3 separate regions of the Sus scrofa genome follow, and regions 2 and 3 are each linked to region 1. A link is a contact called in public HiChIP or PLAC-seq data. All regions are on one chromosome and are shown on one strand. Each heading gives the region's core, a stretch centred on a gene start, on an enhancer-like site or on the middle of the called end of the contact. The rest is flanking DNA. Distances are from core to core; before and after follow the strand shown.

Region 1 (2,625 bases), core at 88-2,587:
CTATTTAATTGCACATCTTCCTAGCTTCACACAGCCCAGTTGTTTCATAGGAACTTGGAGTTAACTCCTGCCCTGTGCAGGCTGTCTGGGGACTGGTTGAGACCCCTGAGCCTAAAACAGGCCCTAAAACTGGGCCTGATGTCCAATGAATGGCCTTTCGATGTGAGGGCTGGGAACCCCACCCTTGGGTCATGCTAAGCACCTCCATGTTGAATGCACAAGGCCCAGAGCACCTGTGCAGGACAGCTGTTTCCTCCCCTTCCCTGCCTCCAGTCACCTTCCCTACTCCTAAGACCGTCCTGCTCATCCCATTAATATCCCAACCCCTTGACCTTCAGGGAGGCAGTTCTGGTATTTGTTCTCTCATCTCCTTGCTCGGCTGACTTGTGAATCAACTCGTCCTTGGCTGTAAACCCGTGCCTCTCAGCCTCTGGCTTGCTGCATGTCAGGCAAGCTAACCTGGTTATCACTAAACACAAGATTGGAAAGAAATGAGCACAACTGGTTCTTGTGAGCTGGTAAAAACCACTCTAACACAGCAGGGCTTCCAGACCATCTCTGCCCCTTCCAAGATGTGTTTTGTGAACCAAACCTTACTCTCTGGGTTTCTCTTTTCTCATCTGTACAAACTAAGAACTTAATCCAGACTAAAGTTTCCGAGTCCGGATGATAATAAAAAAAATTCTTGTCTCAAAGAAATTTAGGGAACTTTGGGTTCAACAAAAGAGACCAATTAGACAGGTTTCTTTATAACAGGACCCCTTAGATACTTTAATATGACTTTACTATTTTGACTCTGTCAGAGGAAGCTATAGTATTTAGCTTTTCTCAAATGATTTTTAAATGGCATGGCTGTTAACAATAGCCAGAACTCTGTACCAGATGGTGTTTTGCAGCTTTAAAATTGAAAGAAAGGAAGGACGGTAGGAAGGAAGGCAGCCTCAAAACGTACCAGCCTCTCGCCCACTCCTACCAGCCAAGCAAATCCCTCACTTCTGAGTTAAGGGAGCTAACCTTTGTTGAGAGCTTACTCAGTGCTGCCTGTGAAACTCACCTATACAAGGTTTTCTACTTTAAAGCTGACAACTTTTCTAAAAAACAGGAATTGTTTTCTTCTATCCAATTTCCAGATTAGAAACCCGAGCCTCACTCAGGGTCACAATGTGTTTGAAGTGAAGGAGGCAACTAATAACTGCCGATCAAAAAGTGCCTCTCCCAAAGACCCTACTTAGAACAAAAGGAAAGCTACATTATAGATGGATAATCACTTCAGAATCTGTAGGTGGAGATCTATTTTAGCAATAGTGACACCTTGTGGCCATGTCTGCCTCAGCTTGGTAGCCACAGAGACCGAAAGGGATGCTTTCCTGGGCAAGTCACCCCTGAGAGCAGCGAAACAGTCGCAACAGGAAGAGAGTCCTGAGAATGTTGAAAGATCATTTTGTCATTTCAGAAATAACCTGAGATTAAAAGAATCAGAGCCATCCTTTCTTCCCTTTTCTCCTCTTCTTTTCTGATTCCTATGATAAACCAAGAAGCAAATATGTTTGCTTTTACATCATACCCTACCCATATCCCAAACAAAATGGAACATATTTTAAATGCATGGATAACACTTTGATGTCATTAAAAAACACTAATGGGCTGTATTTAATTTCAATGGGACTTTCATATTCTGGGAGGCCCTCTGTGTATCCCTTTCTTGTGTTTTCAGAGAGATTGCAAGATGCTTCTTAATGAGATGGAAAAACAGACACATTTTTTCTAAAGCAGCCAAAGTGATGTTAGGTTCTTAGAAGATAGCAGGGTTATTGTCAAGTCATTTAAAGAAATGTCTGGAGGGAAATCTTACTAAGATACAAGGGAAGATAAGAGAGCCAAATCTGAACAAGCTGGCGGAGAAGGTGAAAAAAAAAAAAAAAAGACATTTTATCACCCTTTTATTATAAAACTAAAGCCATGCACTAGATCCTCAGACCTTCAGGGAAGCCAAAACACTGTGGAAAGTTCCATTTGGGGCAGTTAAAGAGGAGAGAGTTGAAGATGCACGTGAGCTTGATGCAGATTTTTAGGGGGTGGTGGTGAGGTGAACGAGGAAAGGTTTACATTTTGCAGAGGCAAAATACGAAGGTGGAAAATGAACATTTTTGACTCACACTTATGTCATGTTGCAACCACGTTGACTCTCAGAGCTTCTGTTATGCCAGGCACAGAGAAGAGAGGGAGTCAGGAGAGCCATACAGAAGACCAACTCCAAAGCACTTGGGTGTATGGAAAACCTCGATGACCCCCCCATGCCCTGTCCCCTTAGTCTGTGAGGATAAGGATGGCATGGGGAACTTAGGGCAAAGGAAAGGGGAAACAGGACACAAAGGAATGGGGCAAAGGTTAGAAGTGAAAAAGTTAGGAGAATGAGAGGAAGGGAAGGAAGCAAGAAGAAGAGGTTTCCTTAGCAGTTAGGGGACCAATAAGCTATTTTTAGCTGGGAAATCTTATTCTCAAGGACCTGTGTGGAAATCCCCCCTCAAAATGCCTGGATGAGGTGGGAGTCAGTGAGCACAGGAAAGTTAGGCAGAGATTATATGACCCTGGACTTGCACATATATATATGTGTATACACACACA
Region 2 (2,625 bases), core at 67-2,566, 93 kb before region 1:
TGACTGTATACCTAGAGCTTACTCAAGTACACAATCAGTAATGATAAAACGGAAAAACACTTAAGTATATAAAACTAAACTTGTTCAAAATGAGTTATCTTTTTTCTCTACAATGTACCTGGCTAACTTTCTTCTATGATCCAAGTATTCATCATTCATACAGACTACATATTTCAAAAGCTGTTTCTCATACTACAATTTACTAACCAATGTATGTGCCTAGAGTTACTGCAACTTTCACTAACTTTAAATACCTGGCACTTTTGAAAAACTTTTTCCTCCCACCTTATTATAAGAACTAAAAAAGGTAACATTATCTTTTAAAAAATATTTCCTATATTTTGTCAGGTATACTGTGCACTGATTTAGAAGGTTTTTCTCTTTTCTTTTTTCCCAGTCATCTCTTAATAGCTTCGGAATCAGAAAATACTGTTTTAATGGCTGTGTGTTATAAGTCCCATTATAAGTCCTTGTACCTAACTTATTTCTGCTGCTTTATGAACTTGCTTCCTAAGCCAAAAGGTCAAGAACAAATGCTAAGTCACCAAGTATTACCACATTCTACAGCCTTAACAGGTGAACAAGTCTTATATAAGAAATGTTCTAGGTTAAATGGCCTTTGACCCTGAAGTTCCAGATCATGGCCTTTAACAGTTGTAATGTCACCTTTACCTTTGTAACTCACTGTTACCAGACTAATATGATTATTGGTGTGCTTTGCATGCAACACTAACTTCTCAAATTTCGCTTCTGAAGAAATTAACATTAGGCCCCCCTAAAAGAAACCGAAGACAGATTTCGAGAAACTCAGCAATTTCCATAATCACGCTCAGGCAGTAACACTAAAAACTCAGTAGTTGACACCTGGGCATACCTCACCCCAAGCCCTCCACTACTCTCTCTAAACTTACCATCCAGTACTTGGGACTGAACCAAACTTAAGGACCCCCAGAATCTGGGACAAAACGGTGTGTTTCCACTTGGCACCGTCTCCAAAGACCCCTCCAGACCTCCTGCTTTCTGGCTGATTCCAGTGACAGGAGACAGGTCTGACTTCCTCCCGTGTCCCGGCACCCAGCACCGCCAGTTCTGCGGCCCCCGAACTTCGAATCTCAGCCCTCTTCTTACCCAGGCCTGCACGCCTCATCCTGCCAGAGGAGCGGGGGGAAAAGGCGGGCCGACGGGGTGGGCAGGAAGAGGCTAGGGGCCACCCGGACAGCGTCCTCAGTACCAGGGCCCGGCGAAACACCAACTTCTTTCCCCAAAGCGCCACGACATCAGTGGAGTCTAAACATCGCGCTGGCTGATGGCGTCACCCAAGGCACTTATTGGCCTCGCGAGGTGGCTTGAATGGCATTCTGGGAAATGTAGTTCGCCGCCGAGGCTAGAAGCCGGGCTGAAGCGTAGGATGAAGCCGGGTGGAGGAGCGGGCGGGGCTTGCGTAAGAAGGGCGCGCGGCCCGACTTCCACTCTGCAACCAGGACCCTGGAGCTCAGCTCTTGGGCTGGCGCTGGCTCTCAGCTGTTCAACTGAGTTCATCTACCCTTCCCAGACCAAGAGAGGATGGTTGACTTCTTTTTCCTGATTCAGCCTCTCACTTCTCTCACCTGGAGTTAGTTCAGGTAAAGTCAAAGAAAACTTTATTCAAGTTTCTTAACTCACACACAAGTGGGGACCCATAGAAGGGAAAGAAGAGGGTAACCGACTTGTTCCAGGTCACCCAGTAGAGAAAACCGTGGAGTAGGGCTGCTGCTCGGATTAAAGAAGGCAATGAAAGTAGCCTGGTTTCCTCTGAGGCACTGAAGACTCCGTTCCCTGTTACTGGGTTGGTTACATTGCTAGAAGGATCCGAGGCTATTAGTTTTGAAGGGACCGAAGGCCCCTAAACTTCCTTTAGAACTGTTTAACTTAAACAAAGAATACTAAAATACTGTTTGTCCTTTTTAACTTACACAAAGAATGCCGAAATATTGTTTACACGTGGTAATGTGCCAGTGTTTAAAAGCTTGTTAGTGAGGGTAGAGTCATTCTGGAATTGGGGTTAGTCCTAGACTTTCATTTTATCTCACGGGGATTATTGTGAGGATTAACTGAAATAACTTAAAAAAAAATCTGATGTGCATTAGTTGATCAGAAACCCCTGGATTCTAGCCGTTTTGTCGTTGCTGCTGTATGACAGTTGGGATACTCTCCATACTAGAGATTTTTGAGAATGCAATAATCGCTGATCATTTGGTGCTCCCCCCACAGTTTCCCAATATGAACATTGACTGTAGTAATGGTAGAGTAAGTCTCTGCCCCAAGGTTGTTTTTGTAAAATACAACACACAAAAACCAATTTTTAATAAAAGTTACTAACATGGGAAATAAGATTAATCCAATAGCGTTTTGAGAGAAAAACAGTCTTCATAAAAATAAACAACCATTTTCTAAAAACAGGGGAATCAGAGACAGTTATTGCAAATAAACACTGAAGGTTCAATAAGAGAAATGGCATTTTAACTTAATATCTGTGACAGTCCCTTTTTTTTCTAAGAAGTGCATGTGTTCTATAACCAAAGCATGTCAGAAAAATCATCTTAAAAAGATTTCTTGTGGTAATGTAAAAATTTTTAAATCTGATGT
Region 3 (2,625 bases), core at 54-2,553, 93 kb after region 1:
CTGCAATAGCAGTTTCATACAGAGTGAGCCATAAGCAAGTATCAGTTCTGCTGAACCAGCTTATCACTCCCTGTGGTCACCTCTCCCTTTGTGTGGAGGTGGAATGGACTCCCAAATCGTCTAAGCTGGACCCTTAACACACGCTCCACTTTTGTTTCCTAATCCAGGAATGTTCCAGTATGATGATGTAATTCTCTTGCTCGAGGCAAGCAGAAGCTCCTGGGCCAGGAGGCAAGCTCCCACCACATCAGTGACAACACTGAATCCTCAAGTGCTAGGCCAACAAGAAATTCCAGAATGTAAAGCATTTATTTACTTTTAAAACATCTTATTTATTTTTGGGCACACCCATGGCATGAGGAAGTTCCTGGGCCAGGGACTGAACCTGTGCCACAGCTGTAATCACAGCCAAGGCAGTGATAATGCCAGATCCTAATCCACTGAGCCACAAGGGAACTCCAGTAAAGCATTAAAATAATCATTTGAAATAACTTTTTGCAAATGATCAACATGAATATTAAGTTTATTAGCAAACTACATATTTTATTTTTAAAAGTGTCTTAATTTTAAAATTTTTGGAATAGCCTGTCATCCAGAAGACCTTTAGATAACTGGATAATGTTGATAATTCCATATCTTGCCCTGTTGCAGAAAGCAAATTCTTACAAATTCTCTAAGTCTACATTATGAACACATGTCTGACACATGTTCAGCATCTTCACAAACACACAGAGTTTCTTATGATAGCATTTCCCCCAGCCATAAGTTTATCATATGGAGAAAATATACAGTTTTATATAAAAGTAGGATGTATAGGTAATTATTCTGATTTTCCTATTAGTCCCTGGCATAATTTTTATAAACAATCTAGAAGATTACACCCTAAATGCATTTATTTTTAATGTAGCTATTTGCCTCTAGCCAGTTCAGATTGAATTATTAACAATTTTTTCCTATTCTCTTTTTAAACTTACTTAATAATGAAATGTCATGTTGTTGTCTTACTTTAAATAAAATTTAATAACAGCACAGGAAGGTGAGAATCCTGTTGTAGAGAGTTTCAGAAAAATAGCTCAGGTCAATAAGCTGAAACATCTTTTCCCAGGACCTAATTTGAAAACTTGTAACAGGGAAAGTAAACCTAAGAGACACAAACGAGAGTCACCAGCATAACCCAGAAACCCTGGACAGGCTCAGGAAAGAGCCTCCTGCCTCTCATGTGCAGGCCTTCCCCCAACTCAGCACTGCTGCCCTCTGTCCTTTTGTTGCTGATGAAGTGGAAGAAGCTTCCTGTCCAAACCACATGAGGTTACAGCTCCCTGATCTCTATAGTAACAATGAAAAGATAGCAAACAACTTGACTCCACAAGTTAACCAGGACATTAGAAATTCTTCTGTGCTGATTAATCATCATTCTTCTATTGAACATTCCTGTCTTTAAGAAATCCTGTTTGCGTCACACTGTAAAAGTGAGATCCCAGACAGTCATGTCTTTCGTAACGAAAAAAAACAAAACAAAAAAAACCAGCAAAAAAAGAGGGGGCATACAAGGCCTTCATGTGAAAGTTTAGTCTCCATTAGTGTAGATTAGGAGTGGTGATTAGTCAAATTCCCTACCATTAAGACAGGCAATTTGGGGAAAGCATTTGTCCTCATCAAAATACTATTACACACAGGATCTGCTTGAGATAAACTTTTTAAAACTGTCTAAGTGTGTTGAATAAAATATGGTTTGACACTGATGGAATTTCAGCTTAAGATTGATCATCATTTTGTTACATGGCGACTTGTTTTAGTAATAGCATTACTGAGATATAATCCACATACCATGCAATTCACCCATCTGAAGTGTGCAATTCGGAGTTCCCATTGTAGCACAGCAGAAACAAATCCAACTAGGATCCATGAAGCTGCAGGTTCGAACCCTGGGCTTGCTCAGTGGGTCACGAACCCAGTGTGGCCGTGAGATGTGGTGTAGGTCACAGATGTGGCTTGGATCCTGAGTTCTTGTGGCTGTGATGTAAGCCAGCTGCTGTAGCTCCAATTCGACCCCTAGCCTGGGAACTTCCATGTGCTGCAGGTGCGCCCCTACAAATTGAAAGAAAAAAAAGAAAGAAAGAAGAAAGGAAAGAAGGAAGGAAGGGAGGAAGGAAGGAAAAAGTGTACAGTTCGATGATTTTAGTATATGCACAATTTTGCAACAGTAACTACAATTTTAGAAAATATTCGTCGCCAAAAAGAAACTCCTGTACCCTTTATCTACCAACACCCAACACCTCCCACCCTCAACCCCCAGCCGTAGACAACCATTAATCTACTTTCTGTCTCTTTAAATTTTCCTATTTGGGACATTTCATATAAATAAAATAATTTAAATTTGGTCTTTTGCAACTATCTTCTTTCATTAACATAATGCTTTCCAGGTTTATTCATGTTGTAGTACTTAATTCTTTTTTATGGCCAAATAATATTCCATTATGTGTATATTCCACACTTTATTCATACATTCATCAGTTGATGGACATTTGGGTTGTTTCCACCTTTTGGCTACTATGAATAATGACTACTGTAAACTTTCTTGTACAAATTTTTGTGTGGACACATTTTTATTTCTCTTTGTTATGT

The links. HiChIP or PLAC-seq counts read pairs in DNA pulled down with a chosen protein or histone mark.
Region 2: a contact with region 1 is called in an H3K27ac HiChIP or PLAC-seq map of alveolar macrophages, with 4 times the contacts expected there. The contact joins the promoter of BET1 here to the enhancer-like site in region 1. A contact is called at or near these places in 1 of 5 promoter capture datasets (liver), 3 of 47 Hi-C or Micro-C datasets (alveolar macrophages, embryonic fibroblasts and retroperitoneal adipose tissue) and 2 of 2 datasets of contacts at active chromatin or transcription factors (alveolar macrophages and skeletal muscle).
Region 3: a contact with region 1 is called in an H3K27ac HiChIP or PLAC-seq map of alveolar macrophages. The contact joins two enhancer-like sites. A contact is called at or near these places in 1 of 47 Hi-C or Micro-C datasets (embryonic fibroblasts) and 2 of 2 datasets of contacts at active chromatin or transcription factors (alveolar macrophages and skeletal muscle).

Annotation. Positions count from the first base shown.
Region 1 is chr9:73,883,989-73,886,613 of Sscrofa11.1, forward strand. The region is part of intron 3 of LOC102163402 (a long non-coding RNA gene); the gene reads left to right. Among named protein-coding and RNA genes, the nearest start is that of BET1, 93 kb to the left of the region's middle. Within about 2 kb of position 1,338, at least 16 of the 83 cell types and tissues checked have an H3K27ac peak or open chromatin away from gene starts, as enhancers often do. A contact at or near this core is called in alveolar macrophages, retroperitoneal adipose tissue and skeletal muscle, where this site is marked.
Region 2 is chr9:73,791,337-73,793,961 of Sscrofa11.1, forward strand. BET1 (BET1 homolog) reads right to left here and starts at 1,317. Exons shown (of 4, transcript XM_003130153.5): 1 at 1,129-1,317. The coding sequence starts at 1,147. LOC102163402 (a long non-coding RNA gene) reads left to right here and starts at 1,390. Exons shown (of 8, transcript XR_002335814.1): 1 at 1,390-1,622.
Region 3 is chr9:73,976,943-73,979,567 of Sscrofa11.1, forward strand. LOC102163402 (a long non-coding RNA gene) reads left to right here. Exons shown (of 8, transcript XR_002335814.1): 7 at 168-299. Among named protein-coding and RNA genes, the nearest start is that of BET1, 190 kb to the left of the region's middle. Within about 2 kb of position 1,304, at least 22 of the 83 cell types and tissues checked have an H3K27ac peak or open chromatin away from gene starts, as enhancers often do. A contact at or near this core is called in alveolar macrophages, where this site is marked.